Linked DNA regions of Mus musculus: regions 1 and 2 are each linked to region 3. A link is a contact called in public Hi-C and HiChIP or PLAC-seq data. All regions are on one chromosome and are shown on one strand. The core of a region is the stretch at or near the end of the contact, and the rest is flanking DNA. Distances in the headings are between cores, read along the strand shown.

Region 1 (4,737 bases), core at 1,718-4,217, 350 kb before region 3:
GAAGCTGAGCCTGAGGTACGCACTTACCTGCTCTTTTTTGACCTCCATTCCAAGCAGAATTGGTAGACACTTTTTTACTTGTAAAAGAACAAAGTCAGAAATATCTGAGTCGCAGCCTTAGTTTTCACTAGGCCAGAAGGTACCCAGATTTGAAGGCTTTCAAGTTGATATTCTAAGTGTTATCATTTCAAGAAAGCAAGATTCAACCATGTGCATATATACCCTCAGCCTTCCTTACAGCGGAGGGAAACACTCTTCCACAGCGCTCACTGTGAAACTTTCATTAAGTGGATATTCAAAAAGAACCCATGGCAGGTGATAGGCTTTGGTTACTATTTCACACAGGAACTTCTGGGGCATAAGCCTGCTGCCAGCCTAGATGAAGCCCCTGACAGTGTTTCATGCTCCAGGGTCTTGTTAAGTGGCTTGCTTGATCAGGACTCCCTGGCTTCTGAAGGGTAATAGGCTGTCTAATCAGCCTTTAGGCAGGGTGAGTGGATGGTCAGATCTTCCTGCTACACAGTTCAACCTTAGGGGAATGGAGTGATAAATATAAAATAAAATAAAACAAAACAAAATAAATAAAAACCAGATTTCACCTCTGCCCTACAGGTCAATAGTAGATTAACTAAGGAGAAAAGTCTCTATGTGAGGTGTCAGCACACTTCTCCATACCTGCTGCTATGCCCTATTTCTTCTTCTCCAGAACGTGCCTGCATACTCTGTGTCATCCTCCTGAGGCACAAACATCATCCCCCAAGTGTCTTAGTTAGGGTTTTACTGCTGTGAACAGACACCATGACCAAAGCAACTCTTATAAGGACAACATTTAATTGGGGCTGGCTTACAGGTTCAGAGGTTCAGTCCGTTATCATCAAGTCAGGAACATGGCAGCACCCAGGCAGACATGGTGCAGGAGGAGCTGAGAGTTCTACATCTTCATCTGAAGGCTGCTAGCAGAAGACTCACTTCCAGGCAGCTAGGATGAGGGTCTTAAAGCCCACACCCAGTGACACACCTCCTAATTGTGCCATTCCCTGGCCCAAGTGTATTCAAACCATCACACCAAGCTGACTCCTCTGCTCCCTCTTGGAAGACCCCAAGAATGTCCTATTTTAGCTAGTTCTGGAATGTCCTCGCTTGCCTAGCAGTGGCTGGAGGGACACCCTGAGCCCTCTCTGGCCACTTTCTTGCCTCATCTCATCCCATAGGGAAGGGTTGTGTTCTGAGGTCACAGAGCACGGATGTGAGGTGAAAAGGCTTGGCTCTAGAACCCTCTTAACTTGCTTCTTGCCAAGCCTTGCCTTTCTGGATCTCCCATTCTTCCTCCAGAAAATGAAGGGAGTGCGCCCAGCACTCTTGAACTGAGTTGTCAGTTTGCCTGTGACTGGGGTCTCAGACTCCTGAGCCTGTGAGGCAGTATTAACGTTTTCGGTGTGCAGGTGGATAAGTCAACCCAAACACAGCCGTGTGTGGCGACCTACACTCTGCTGATGGGGTCTTAGAATAGAGAGCAGTAGGAGGCAGGGAGAAAGCTGGGAAGCCAGAAGTGTCCCCTCTCTTTATATAGCTGGGGTCATGTCCTTCACTCAGCCTGCTTCCCCAGCCTGAATGCTGATCTTTGAAGAGTCGTAGGAATAGCTATCACCCATGTATTTTAGTCTTGTAATCAAACATTAGCATCCCACCGCTTCTGGTCAGATATACATATGTGGAACTTTATGTGTGCACACACAATGTACATTAGTGATTCTTCTTCGCTCCACCCAATAGTTACCTAGCAACAGGCAGGTACAAACCTGGCTTGTTATAAAAGAACTGTTTGCTTTCATGCTTGCTCTTGCTCTTGCTCTTGCTCTCTCTCTCTCTCTCTCTCTCTGCCTCTACTCCCTTCTCAGTCTCCCCTCCTCATGCCCCCAAATAAACTTCATTTTATATTACACCCGTCATATGGCTGGCACTTGAGGAGGGGTGTGCCTCAGCATGGGCCTGCTAAGGCACCTCCCCCCCACATCAAACCAAGTTTTATAAAACATATCAACATATATATACTCACACAGCTATATAAACATGTAAGCATGTGCATATTCACATGATACACTCGCACATATAGACTGCACAGTATATATGTATATGTATGTATGTATATATATATGTGTGTGTGTGTGTGTGTTTGTGTATATATGTTTGTGTACAAGGTACACAAAACAAATTCCTTCATCCATGGTAGAAAATTAAATATTTATGTTTGTCTGTTTCCTGGCTCAGTCACATGATCTGCCTCCAGCCAGCTGGCTCAACCGAAGGAATCACTGGCTAATCCAAATGATGCTCCATGCAGTAGAGATTGTAATGAGCAGTTTAGATATGAGAGCTGAGTGGCTGGCGTGATCACGCGGTAATGAAAGGACCGGCCTAATTGATGTAGATTGTTGCTCTGGCTTTGGATGGACCCAGAGTACAGAGTGAATTCAGAAGAGATTAGGCACACGTATTGATAGTTTATCCTCTTGCTTTGTGTCTTCGCCAACTCTTCCTTGGGTCAAGTTGGGCTGTCTGCAGACTCTACAGTGGGAGTGGGCATGCCCCCTCTCCCTTGTTCTCCCTCCCTCCTTTCCCTCCCTCTCTCTCTCTATCTCTCTTTCACTCCCCATCTCCCCCCTTTCCTCTCCTCCCCCTTCCTCTTACTCTCATCATAGTCATATGCACCCGTCTATAAAATAAGGAGCCATGTCTTTGATATAATCAGAGAGCTGTGTCTGCTCTCTCACACTGAATGCCAATATGGAGACAGAATAGCTTGGCTGTTTTTAGCAAGAAGAACTTTGAATCAGGATTTGGCCCAGCGTAGTGTGTTACAGAGCTCCCATCTTACCCGGCTTCTGGACTGACCCAGAACAGTTACCTAGTACCACACAGGAGATGCAGACATGTCTCATCTCTCCCTGCCAGCACTTCCATATCCCTCCGCCAGGGTGATGAGAAAATCACTCCGCTTTTCCCACCCTCCAGCCCACACTGCAGGATGCAAGATGATGATCCATGATGATCCACTGCTCTCCTGCCGCTGCTGCTGCCCGCCCTCATTCCCTTTCCCCTAGAAAGGCCACTTCAGAGGGAAGGGCAGTCTTCACATCGCTAAGTGGGCTGCCTCTTCCAGAGGTGATTGTTAGCCCTGCGTCCTTCTGGGGATGCTTTGTCCCCCTTCACCTTCTGTGCCTTTTCTGAAACAACGTTTGGCATTCCGCATCTTTCCCTGAATCCCCTTGGGCATCTGTGTTCTTTTTTTCCACCTGGCTGGCTTCTAAAAATATAGGTTGCTTACTCAGATTTTTTATCTTTGTGCTCTGAAAAACGCTGTCAGATTAGACACAAAGTGACCTAATATCCCATCTGCCAAAAAAAAAAAAATTAATGCTCAGAACCACTCAGATATAGGCTTGCAGCTTAGATAATCTTGTTTTAAGTACTGCATTCATTACCTCCTGGCTGTTAATTGAGGGCTAGCAGCAATGCACTTAACACGTATTTATTGAGGGCACAGTGCTTATGAGGTTCTGATGCCAAGAACAAAACAAACAAGTCCTTTTTCTCTTGTGTGGAGGGGACAGCGAGCAAATCAGTCATGGCGTTCCTGCATGGTAACTACTGCAGAGATGGTTGAAGACGAGTATGTTCGAGGTGTTCGGGGAGGGGCATTGCTTTGGGGCAATGGACCTAAAGCTCCCTAGTCTTGGACTTTGCCTTGGATAACTTTCTGTGGAAAGCCAGAAGCAAGATGTTCCAGGCAAGGACAGTGTATCACGGATGGAAGGAACAAACTTGGCACGGTTGCATGGTAGGAGGCAATGCCAGAGAGCTGCAGATTGCAAGAGGAGCATTCCCAGCGTGCAGGGAGGGTCTATTCCCAGCGCGCAGGGAAGCAGGGGAAGGCTTTGAGGGCGGGCGGAAGGGCATCAGAAGGAGAGATGGTCAGAGGCTCTTGTGATAGGAGCAGAGAGGAAGTACTTGGGAGGGAGCAGCAGAGGAGGAGAGAGGATTCAAGAGGATATGCCTTGGAGTAGACCTGAAGAGGCCGTTGGGAGCCGCTGGAGGGCCACTGAGGTGAGGAGAGAGGGCAGGGGCATCAGGAACGACCTGGAGGTCTTGGTCTGAACAGGAGGGTGCATAGGACCATTACTTATTACAAAACTTAAGACAAGGTGGAGGGCCAGTTCCGCCAGACCTGCGGCAGTTCAAAACAGCATGCCTAGAATGTAGAAGCCTATAGGCCCAATCACCATGGGTCCAGCCATCTGCACAACATAATTATTTGGAAAAAATAACTGAATAAGCAATAAATAATAAATATTATTGTTGTAGTGGCCATCATCATCATCATCTCTGGATGGCCTGGAACACACTATGTAGGCTAGTCCAGCCAGGAACCCATAGAAGCCAGCCTATCTCCAAACACTGGGTGGGATCAAAGGAGTGCACCACCACTCCAACCTTGTCATTACTTTCGTGTGTATGACTATGTGTGCACATGGATATATGTGCACCATATGTGTGCATTGGAACTGGACCTAGAGATGGCTGTTAGCCACCATGTGGTACTAGGAACCACCAGGGTCTTCTGGAAGAGCAGCGAGTACCGCTTTAAGAAAAATCACAATGTGATTGCATCATCGCTCCATTTTCATTTTCTCTCTTCAGCTCCTCCTATGTCTTACTCTCTCAAAACCATGGCTACTT
Region 2 (4,877 bases), core at 1,571-4,070, 340 kb after region 3:
GACAGGGGGTGACATCACATACAAGCCAGCATTCCTGCCAAGAACATTCTAAGTCCAGTGGAAGAGACATAATGCAAAAAGTTTCATTTAGGATACAGAATTCACACATGCTTTAGTGGGGATGACAAGAGAGCTAGTTAGGTACAACAGGAAAAGTTATCTCTGAAGAGCAAGTGGTCCTTTTGTAAACTGAGGGGAAAAAAATGAGTTCTTTGAGTTAAATCTTTAAAAAATACAAAAGGTACTTGCATGAATACAGGAGATCAGGGGAAAAGCCTCCCAAACTGAAACAGGCATGCAAACACAGAAGGATCAAACAATGGAGTGTGCTGAGGACTCTTAAGGACATTGAGGACTCTAAAGGACATTGTAAGTATGGATTAACTTAAAAAAAAAAGCTGAAATCATAATGCTAGACAGTGTGATACAGTTTTCATCTTTGCAATGGTACAGACTAGCTGTGTCCATTCTAGGCCTTCTCTCCCTCACAGCACTGTTCACAACACTGCCTCCAGGACTCCACAATGCTCTAGTTACAGGGCTGCACAGTCATCCAGTGGCCACCCTCCCAATTAATTAAGTCCTTTCTTTCTTTCTTCCTTTCTTCCTTTCTTTCTTTCTTTCTTTCTCCCTTTCTTTCTTTTCTTTCTCCCTTTCTTTCTTTCTTTTTGTTGTTGTTGGTTTTTTTTTTTTTTTTTTTTTTTTTTTTGCTGTTGTTGTTTTGTTTTGTTTTTTTGGAGGTAGGGTTGGTTTCTTTGAAACAGGGTTTCTCTGTGTAGCCCTGGCTGTCCTGGAACTCACTCTGTAGACCAGGCAGGCCTCAAACTCACAAAGATCTGCCTGCTTCTGCCTCAGGTGTGCTGGGATTAAAAGTGCAGCCCCCTCCCTCTCAATTCTAATGGCTTTAAAATTACTCAATTTTTATTTTGTTATTAAATAAAATAGATGTTATTAAAATGTTTATTATGACAGAGTTTGCTTATTGTTTCATTATCCACCATACCTCCTGTAAAACTTAAGCTCTATGAGGACAGGAATTTATCTTGGAAGTACTCAGAATATATAAATGGCTAAATAAATAATTATCTAATAGTAGACATGAGGTTTTTGTATAGAACTTGATTCAGAGCACAGAAAAAGTTGAAACCTGACACCATCTAGGGTAGGTTGTAAAATAGCAAGCAACCAAATTGGGAAGCCACTTAATATAAAAACTACAAGGGAGAAACCGACAAATGCAAGTAATGAAGAGATTAGCTATTTTATTATTTACATGTATACACATGTACAAAAAAATAAAAACAGGTGACATATGGCACATGGGACTTCCTTTATAACAACACACGAGTGGAAGAGCATACATTAAGATTGTAAGAGCCAGAGGAACCGGAAGTTTGGTATGAGATTGTATGTCCTAGGGACATCAGAGAAGCTACACCCATGAAGACTCATCAAGATGACAACCTAAACATTGACAACACCATCAGAACGTGCTCACAGGGAATGACCAAACTCATGGGGCCCTAACATGAGCTCTATGGACAACTATGGAATGTTGCATGGGGAAAATGGTCTTCTGCAGGGAAGAAGTTGACTATCCACTATCCAACTATCCCAGGTGGCTATCCAATAACAACCAGTTAGCCCAGAAACCATAAAAAAACCAGTAACATTAGACTAAACAGGTTGTGTTTATTTATTTTAGAGTATTTTTGTAGGTGTATATGTATGTGTGTAAAAGGAAAAGAGGCCATGGATTTTGCAGTGGGTGCAGCATGTAATATGGGAGAGATTGGAGAGAGAAAAAGGAAAGGGGGATGATGTACATGTATCAAAATTAAAAAAAAAAATTCTAAAATTGAGGTCCAGGGGCTCAGAGGATCATAAATTCAAGGCGAGCTTTAGCATGTAGTCAATTACAAAGATATTCTAGGGATACATAATACTTAGTCTCAATGAATATACAAAACAATGGGGATGAGTGTGTGTGTGTGTGTGTGTGTGTGTGTGTGTGTGTGTATCAGCTGGAAGGGTACTTGTTCTTGTAGACGACCTGAGTTTGTTTCCCAATATCAAATGGTGCTCATGACCATCTGGTAACTCCTGTTCCAGAAAACCCAAAGCCCTTTTCTGACCTCCAAAGGCACCAGGCACACATATGGCACACATACACACAAGCAGGCAAAACATGCAAAGCAAAAAGTAAAATTAAATCTTAAATTCTTTAAAATGAAGGATGACTACAAATGAAACAATACTGGTCATGAAATGACTCCCTGTTGGGAGCTGAAGATGAAAAGATAGCTTGTCAGTTAAGAGTGCTAGCTGCTCTTCCAAGTCCTGAATTCAATTCCCAGCACCCACATGGTAGCTCACACCTGTCTGTAACTGCAGTCTGATGGGATATGATGCCCTCTTCTGGTGTGCAAACATACTCCCAGATACAACACTCATAAACATAAACAGAATAAAATAAAATTAAGGGAAAGAAAATCACATCACTCAAATTCTGGTCAAACCTTCTAGAGGCTTCCAATCCAAACTTGTCAGAACCAAAACTGTATTGTAGCCTGTTAAGCTCCACTTGAGTACCTTATCACTGTTAACATCGATTAATCTCTGGAGCCTCCAATTTTTAGAGTGAGCTTACTTTACGGCCTTTCCATTTTCTGTTCTAGTTGATGATTTGGAGCCCCGTGTAGGCCTTACTTACTGTGCCCGCATGTAGACGACACGGAACAACGTAAGGGTCAGCTCGGTCCTGCGGGCCAGGCTCAGATCGCCATGCCTGAGGGCTCGTGCCCTTCCTTCCTCCCCTGCTCAGCTGTCTCACGACAGCTCTCTGAGTCTACAAATCTCACCCCGCCCACCTTCACTCTTGTCCTCATCCTCCTACAACCCAAGAAATATTTGTACAAATGAAGAAACACCAAATGGACTTATCTTTGAGGCAAGAAACAAAGGAGGCAAAGAGAGGTACAAAAATAGGTCTAAGAACAGGAAGTTATGGGGGGGGGGGTTCCTGCTGTAACCTCTGTTTCCTCTGTGCAGTAGGAGAAAGGTCATTTACTAGTAGAGAAGAAGGAAGTTTGATAGAACAGTGATAATTTGGAGTAACTGTGTAAGGGAACCCAAGTTTATAGAAGCAGACAAAATGGTGCCAGAAAAATGAAGGGCTCATCTGAGTAGAGACAAGACAGTGACTCTGAAATTCGGGGATGTTTCGTCTTGTCCTTCCGAGTTCAGTTTTCTGCAACTGAGGTGTAACATATCTGCACTGTCCCACATGTGACACGTGAATTGGTCCTGGCACTGTTGCCAATGCTGGGCAATGTAAATTTAGGACATGTAAGGAAAAAGGAGAAGCAAAGCTTTAGAACAACCTCCAAACAAACAACCCCAAAATTACTCTAACACTGCAAATTAAAAGTAAACATGACAGAAAATGTAAGAAGCATGCAAGAGCTAAACTGTTGGCTAGGAAGAACCCTTCACAACCATTGTTCCCAGCCAATAGAAAGGCTGGAGGGATGGCTCAGTAGCTAAGAGCACTTGTTGCTCTTGCAGAGGACTAGGGTTCAATTCTAAGCACTCACATGGTGGTTCAAAGCCATCCATAACTTCAGTTCAAGGGGTTCTGAAGTCCTTTTCTGACTTTTGCAGGTACTGGCATATAAGCAGTACATGGACACACATATATATACACACACACATATACATACACGTGCAGGCCAAAAATTCATACTCATGATTTTTTTTTTAAAAAAAGGTGAGATTATATGAACAACAGAAGAATCTTGACTGGAAAAAAAAAATCCACACTGAGTAAAATAGAAGATTGTAAAATTTATATTTTATAATTTATAATTATATGACCCATTATTTATAAGCAGAAATAAAATATTTTACTAGCTATGTATGAAGCTGTGATCTTATTTTGAGCATTTCTCAAACTTCTAAGGGCATCTTGAAAACATATGCACCATGAGTTGACATTTATACAAAAGGCAAGCCCTCCTATCCCTCTTTTCTATACTCCAGGGATTTAAACCCAGGGCATCACACATGCAAGGCAAGCCTTGTGCTTATTCATTTCCTGACCCCACACTCCTAGAGTCTGATATAAATACCATATACATTCTCTTTAACACAAAAAATTCAGAACACAATGTGTGCTTCTGCATATTAACAATTAGAAGAGAACATCAATATAATGAAAAGGGGTACTTTGTAGTACTTTATAAATTAAAAAATTATATAAATTAACTTGTTCGGCTGGTGTATGCACATCCGTTGGTAAGACAAGAGCTCAGTATGAAAGGAGCCCTGGGTTCAGATGCAGCAGCACAGAAGAACAGCAGTTATTAGCAGTAATTAGATCTAGTGACAAGACTGTAAACCTTGCCCAGCACACGACAGGTGAGAGCTCTGCTGCACTAACAATTCCTAGCTCTCTTATAATTAACCTATCTATCCCAAGAGGCCAAAACTCCCTAAGACAGATTTTATAGTTATAAAATTATCTAGATATGCATGTTTGAGTAAAATATCAGTAAAATCTAGCAATTTATTCTAGTCTACAAGCATACAATTGTTTGTACTGACTTTAGTCCTCTATAGCAGCCATACCACACAATGTTTTCCAACAGTAGCAAAATGCCAGACACATACTACCAATTAATACAAGTTTGTTCACACATATGCAATAAATATTAAGAGAGCTTTCTGCTAACACTAGGCACTGAATGTACTGCAAGTTGAAGACTACAGAGTTCAACTGCAATGTCACTACAGTTATAGTCTTCAGGGTCTTTTGTAGTATGGAGCCTCAAGCTGTATGCAAGAAACCAATTCCTTGTGCTAAAGCGTGAGAGTAA
Region 3 (4,906 bases), core at 1,178-3,677:
ATGAGGGCCTGAGAGGAGCCATTACTAGGTCAAAGCAAATAAAATAACCTTGAAAAGCTCTGCTCTGAAACCGGTAAAGTCCACATTCCTGCTTTAGCACTCACTGAGTGCCTAAACCTATTGGTCTCTAAAGGGTAACTTGTAGCCACTGAAAAATCTTAATAATACCTATTGTCCTGTGGTAGTTACTCTGTTCCCAAAGGCATCATTGGGCATTTGCATAAGTATCTAACCTTCCAGTTGACAGATGAAATACAGCTTCCTTCATGTAACTGCAGACAACTATTAAAGAGGGGGTGGGGGGCGTGGAAATCAAGCAGGCTGTATGCTGCTTAGGTCTGTGCTCTTTGGTGTCTGTTTCTCCTGCTAACTACTCTTTATACAAGTAAAGCCAGTAAGCAAAAAAATCTGTATGTGAAAACAAAAGAACTTTCTCTTAAATATTCCTTACTTTACAAATAAACTGCATGGGATTTCCTTACATGATGAACTTCCATAGTGCATTTAAGGATGGCACACCACCAGCTTCTAAAACACAAGTAATCTTTTTGTTTGTTTGTTTGTTTGAGACAGGGTTTCTCTGTGTAGCCCTAGCTATCCCTGGAACTCACTCTGTAAGCCTCGAACTCAGAAATCCGCCCGCCTCTGCCTCCCGAGTGCTGGGATTAAAGACGTGCGCCACCACTGCCCGGCTCAAACACAAGTAATCTTAAGGATCCATTTACGTAGCCAAATAGTTGCTCTTACTGTGGAATGTAAATGGGGTTGGCTCACCATTTACAGATCTCACAGTGACACCCCCCCCAACATGGGTGCTGAACCTCGAACCACTTCAGTGGGCACCTCTCAACCAGAATTCTATCCTTCACCCCAATACTGAATCAGAAGCCCTGGGGTATAACGTCTAGAATCGCCCTTTAAGCTACCGAGGGACTTTGGGTGAGAAACAATGACTCAGAAGTCTGGATGCATCAAACCCAGCATTCTTTGGAGGAATGAACTGAGGACTTGGAAAGGTACGCTGTGCAGAAAGCCACAGCTTGTGAGCACCACAATAAGCTGCAGAAGCTACGTCCTTGTGTCCCTTGGTTCCTTTTACACCAATTCAAACTGTGTTTCGTTAAGTTGCACTTACGTCTTTTCCAAATGCGCACCTGCAAATTAATCTCTCGTGTACAGGCGGGGAATAATACAGTCAGTGCCTACGTCTTAAAAGTTTCTGTGAGGGTATTACTAAGATAAAACTCATTATTTAATGTATTTAACAAGGTACCTGGAATACCACACTTACTGGCTAGGATGCAAAACCCACACACACATACACACTAAAAGCCTGCCTTCTTAACTGAAAAGGATTTCCTGGGCCACTGCAGTTATAAACCCATGTTTAATTCTGAAAGTCCAAGAAGACCTTAAATTCAAGGGTAAGATTTAAATTCATAATATCTACTATCTTCCTTTGCCAGCCACCACCTACGTCTGCAAAAAGTCCAGAGAATAATCACTCTGCGGTGACCTAACTTCATAAACCAGCCCGATAGTTGCATTGCTCTAGAGACTCATGACAGCGATAATCTATTCTGACAAAACGCCCCTTGCCCCTCAACTGGTGTTTCTCGGGCGCCCTACGGATGGATAACCACTAGTATACAGAACCCTTGGCTGTAGCAAATGGCCTCTCAAAGCTTCCCGCTATCAGTGAGTCAAGGAGCAGCGTCATCAGGCCCAGAGGCAAACAACAGCTGCGCACAGCTGTGCTGGGTGACCGCTTTGGTTACCCGCCCGACCCCATTCACCTCCTAAGAAACAGAAAAATAGACAAGCGCCATCCACAGATCTCCACGGCGCACACAGTGTGGCCTACGAGCAGCTAAGGTTGACCCCGAAACCTCATTCCTAGGGAGCAAGGGTCAAAGGTGACCCCGAGTGACCCAGCAGGCCCTAGCGGCACAAGAAGGTTAACGACCCTCTTGTGCCGTTTTTTTCCCAGCGGCGAGAAGCCTCCACCAGCTGCCGGAAGTATGTCACCCCGACTGCGGGGATGGCGGGAGTTGTAGTTAACTGGCTATATCTCTTGCAATAATAGTTCAGTTTTATCAAACAAGTAAACACCCTGAGGCTCTGCAAAACGAACGCGCTGCTCGCTTTCTGCCAAGTTCTTAAAAAAATCCTGGTTTCCCCTGCTCCGCAGGACGCGTTCGTGCCCCGCGCAAGCGCAGGCTCGGACTACACATCCCAGCGTGCCTTGCGGCGCTCCCGCCGCGCCCGGCTGTAGTCGTTGGTGTGGGCCGCGTGAATGGAGCTCCGCGCGTGAGGCAGCGCCTGGCACGGCCCGCGCCAGCGCCTGTCTGGGCCCCGGAGCGTGAGTGCGGGTAGCGGCCGTGCGCGTGCGCACTCGCCTTCGCGCGCGGGCAAGCGCCCGACCATTGGCGCGCTAAGCGGGCGACCGTGCAAGGCGGCCCCGCGCGCCCCGCTGGCCGGTTGTTGCGGGGAGGTCTCCCGCCTGGCGCGGGGGTCCGCGCGGGTAGCCGTGGCGGCCGCCGGAGACCGCAAGGGGCGGCGCAGAGGCGGAACGGGCCGGCCGCGAGCCGCGCAGGAAGCGCCAAGCATGCCCCGCGACAACATGGCCTCCCTGATCCAGCGCATCGCTCGCCAGGCGTGTCTCACCTTCCGCGGCAGCTCGACGGGCTCCGAAGGGCCGGCGCCGGGCTTCCCGGAGAACCTGAGCCTGCTCAAGAGCCTGCTGACCCAGGTGCGCGCCGAGGACCTCAACATCGCGCCGCGCAAGGCGCTGCCGCAGCCGCTGCCCCGCAACCTCCCGCCGGTCACCTACATGCACATCTACGAGACGGAGGGCTTCAGCCTGGGCGTGTTCCTGCTCAAGAGCGGCACGTGCATCCCGCTGCACGACCACCCGGGCATGCACGGTATGCTCAAGGTGCTGTACGGCACGGTCCGCATCAGCTGCATGGACAAGCTGGACACGGGGGCCGGGCATCGGCGGCCGCCGCCAGAGCAGCAGTTCGAGCCCCCGCTGCAGCCCTTGGAGCGGGAGGCCGTGCGACCGGGCGTGCTGCGTTCCCGGGCCGAGTACACCGAGGCCAGTGGGCCCTGCGTGCTCACTCCACACCGGGACAACCTGCACCAGATTGATGCCGTGGACGGGCCAGCTGCCTTCCTGGACATCCTGGCCCCACCCTACGACCCGGAGGACGGCCGGGACTGCCACTATTACCGTGTAGTGGAGCCCATCAGACCCAAGGAGGCTTCCGGCTCTGCCTGCGACCTTCCCCGAGAAGTGTGGCTCCTGGAGACACCACAGGCCGACGACTTCTGGTGCGAGGGAGAGCCCTATCCAGGCCCCAAGGTCCTACCTTGAAGCTCCTGCCGCCCGGGGAACTGTGGGCCAAAGATGTACCCTGCCCTGCTCAAGAAAGGCCTGGCTGCCCTCTATCTTCCATAAGGGCTCTTCTCTCCGCCCCCTCGCCTGGACGATGGATTTACTGGAGTGACCAGCGCCACATCTTGAGGAACCTTGGGGAACACGGCCCACTGGAGTACAGCCACCACCGGGCACGGTTATGGGGGCGGGTGGGCGGAAGGCTAGGTTGATTCCTGGTATCCTCAGTGCCACCAAGGCTTTGATTTAAGGGAACCGGGCAGGGACCCTAAAGCGCTTCCATCCTAAAGCCATAATGAAACCATTTTTGTTTCTCATTCTCTACAAAATACACTAAGTAGTTTTGAATCCCTCTTCCCTTCGGTGACTCAGATTTGTTTTCTCTCCTGCCCACGATTGCTCCTTAATAGTTTAATTTATTACTGATTGTGCATGACCTTGAATTGTTCTTGTTTTCTTTTTTTTTTTTTTTTTTTTTTTTTTAGTTATTCGTTTGGTTAAAACACACACACAAACTACTCAGCATCTAAAGTGAGGAGTTCTGAAAAGACATCTTTCTAGCACTGGGGTTCACCCTCATAACTGTGCGTGTTGAGGACGATGTCTTTCCTCCCCTGGCTTGGTAGCCACTTCTGGTGTACTCAGGTAACCTTTAGTAAGAAGGTCACATACGCGAATTCTCTTGTCAGGCCCTTAAAGCTCGTCTTTCCCTTGGGTCTCAAGATCTGTCGTTTAAACAAATTTTTTTGTTGCTATTGGGGATTTGCCTTTAAAGCAAAGACGATTATTATCCTCAGCTGACTTTTTCCTTGACGTGCTTCAAAGATGATACAATAATTATGTGTTTTCTAACCAGACGATTCCGAGGAGCGGAATCTGCTATGCTTCCAAATAACTGAATGTAAAGGCCCTGGCCACCTGTTGAATTCCATACTCGTATTTACTTCCAGCTTCTTCCTAGGAAAGAAGAGAAAGATACTCTTGACTGTTTGTTGTTGTTGTTGTTGTTGTTGTTGTTGGTTTTGTTCTGTTTTGGTTTTTTGTTTTTGTTTTTTTGCGTTCTCTGTGGAGGGAGCCTGCAGAGGAGCTGTGTGGTTCCAGCTGTGCTGCCGGGAGATAGCCTCCCAGCACTCCCTTAAACAAGAGCCAGTGCTGCCTACTACTGCCTTCTCTTGCAGGAAGAGGTAGAGAGCATGTAGTACCCTGGGAGGGGCTCTGGAAGTAGGCTGCTGGCTAAGCAGGCAAGAAGCCCTGGGCTCAATCCTCAGTACCACATAAACCAAGTGTAGCACACAGCATTTAGGAAATATAGGCAGGAGGATCAGAAGTCAAGGTCAGACTTGGCTACATAGTGAATTTGAGCGGAACCGTGGATGCATAAGACACCATCATATAAATGTGTGTGTATACATAACATATGAATATGTATATATACACATATACATATGTATGTACACACACACATATGAAATGGATACATGGAATAGATGCTTGAGAATTTAGCCA

The links. Hi-C and Micro-C count contacts between places; a contact is called where the count stands out from the background. HiChIP or PLAC-seq counts read pairs in DNA pulled down with a chosen protein or histone mark.
Region 1: a contact with region 3 is called in an H3K4me3 HiChIP or PLAC-seq map of forebrain, with 3 times the contacts expected there. The contact joins the enhancer-like site here to the promoter of Ado in region 3. A contact is called at or near these places in 7 of 39 promoter capture datasets (the 3T3-L1 cell line, the SN4741 cell line, embryonic stem cells and 3 more), 3 of 115 datasets of contacts at active chromatin or transcription factors (embryonic stem cells, forebrain and oligodendrocyte precursor cells) and 2 of 9 other capture datasets (adipose tissue and embryonic stem cells).
Region 2: a Hi-C map of CD8 T cells shows a contact between it and region 3, with 2.4 times the contacts expected there. The contact joins the enhancer-like site here to the promoter of Ado in region 3. A contact is called at or near these places in 4 of 484 Hi-C or Micro-C datasets (CD8 T cells, Th1 cells, natural killer cells and 1 more) and 3 of 115 datasets of contacts at active chromatin or transcription factors (effector CD8 T cells, memory CD8 T cells and microglia).

Annotation. Positions count from the first base shown.
Region 1 is chr10:67,892,526-67,897,262 of GRCm38.p6, reverse strand. All of the region lies in intron 3 of Zfp365 (zinc finger protein 365), which reads left to right. Among named protein-coding and RNA genes, the nearest start is that of Zfp365, 18 kb to the left of the region's middle. Within about 2 kb of position 2,967, at least 24 of the 459 cell types and tissues checked have an H3K27ac peak or open chromatin away from gene starts, as enhancers often do. A contact at or near this core is called in forebrain and hippocampal neurons, where this site is marked.
Region 2 is chr10:67,203,269-67,208,145 of GRCm38.p6, reverse strand. The region is part of intron 3 of Jmjd1c (jumonji domain containing 1C); the gene reads right to left. Among named protein-coding and RNA genes, the nearest start is that of Jmjd1c, 79 kb to the right of the region's middle. Within about 2 kb of position 2,820, at least 100 of the 459 cell types and tissues checked have an H3K27ac peak or open chromatin away from gene starts, as enhancers often do. A contact at or near this core is called in CD8 T cells, Th1 cells, effector CD8 T cells and 2 more, where this site is marked.
Region 3 is chr10:67,546,476-67,551,381 of GRCm38.p6, reverse strand. Ado (2-aminoethanethiol (cysteamine) dioxygenase) reads left to right here and starts at 2,427. Exons shown (of 1, transcript NM_001005419.2): 1 at 2,427-4,906. The coding sequence starts at 2,609. The coding sequence ends at 3,379.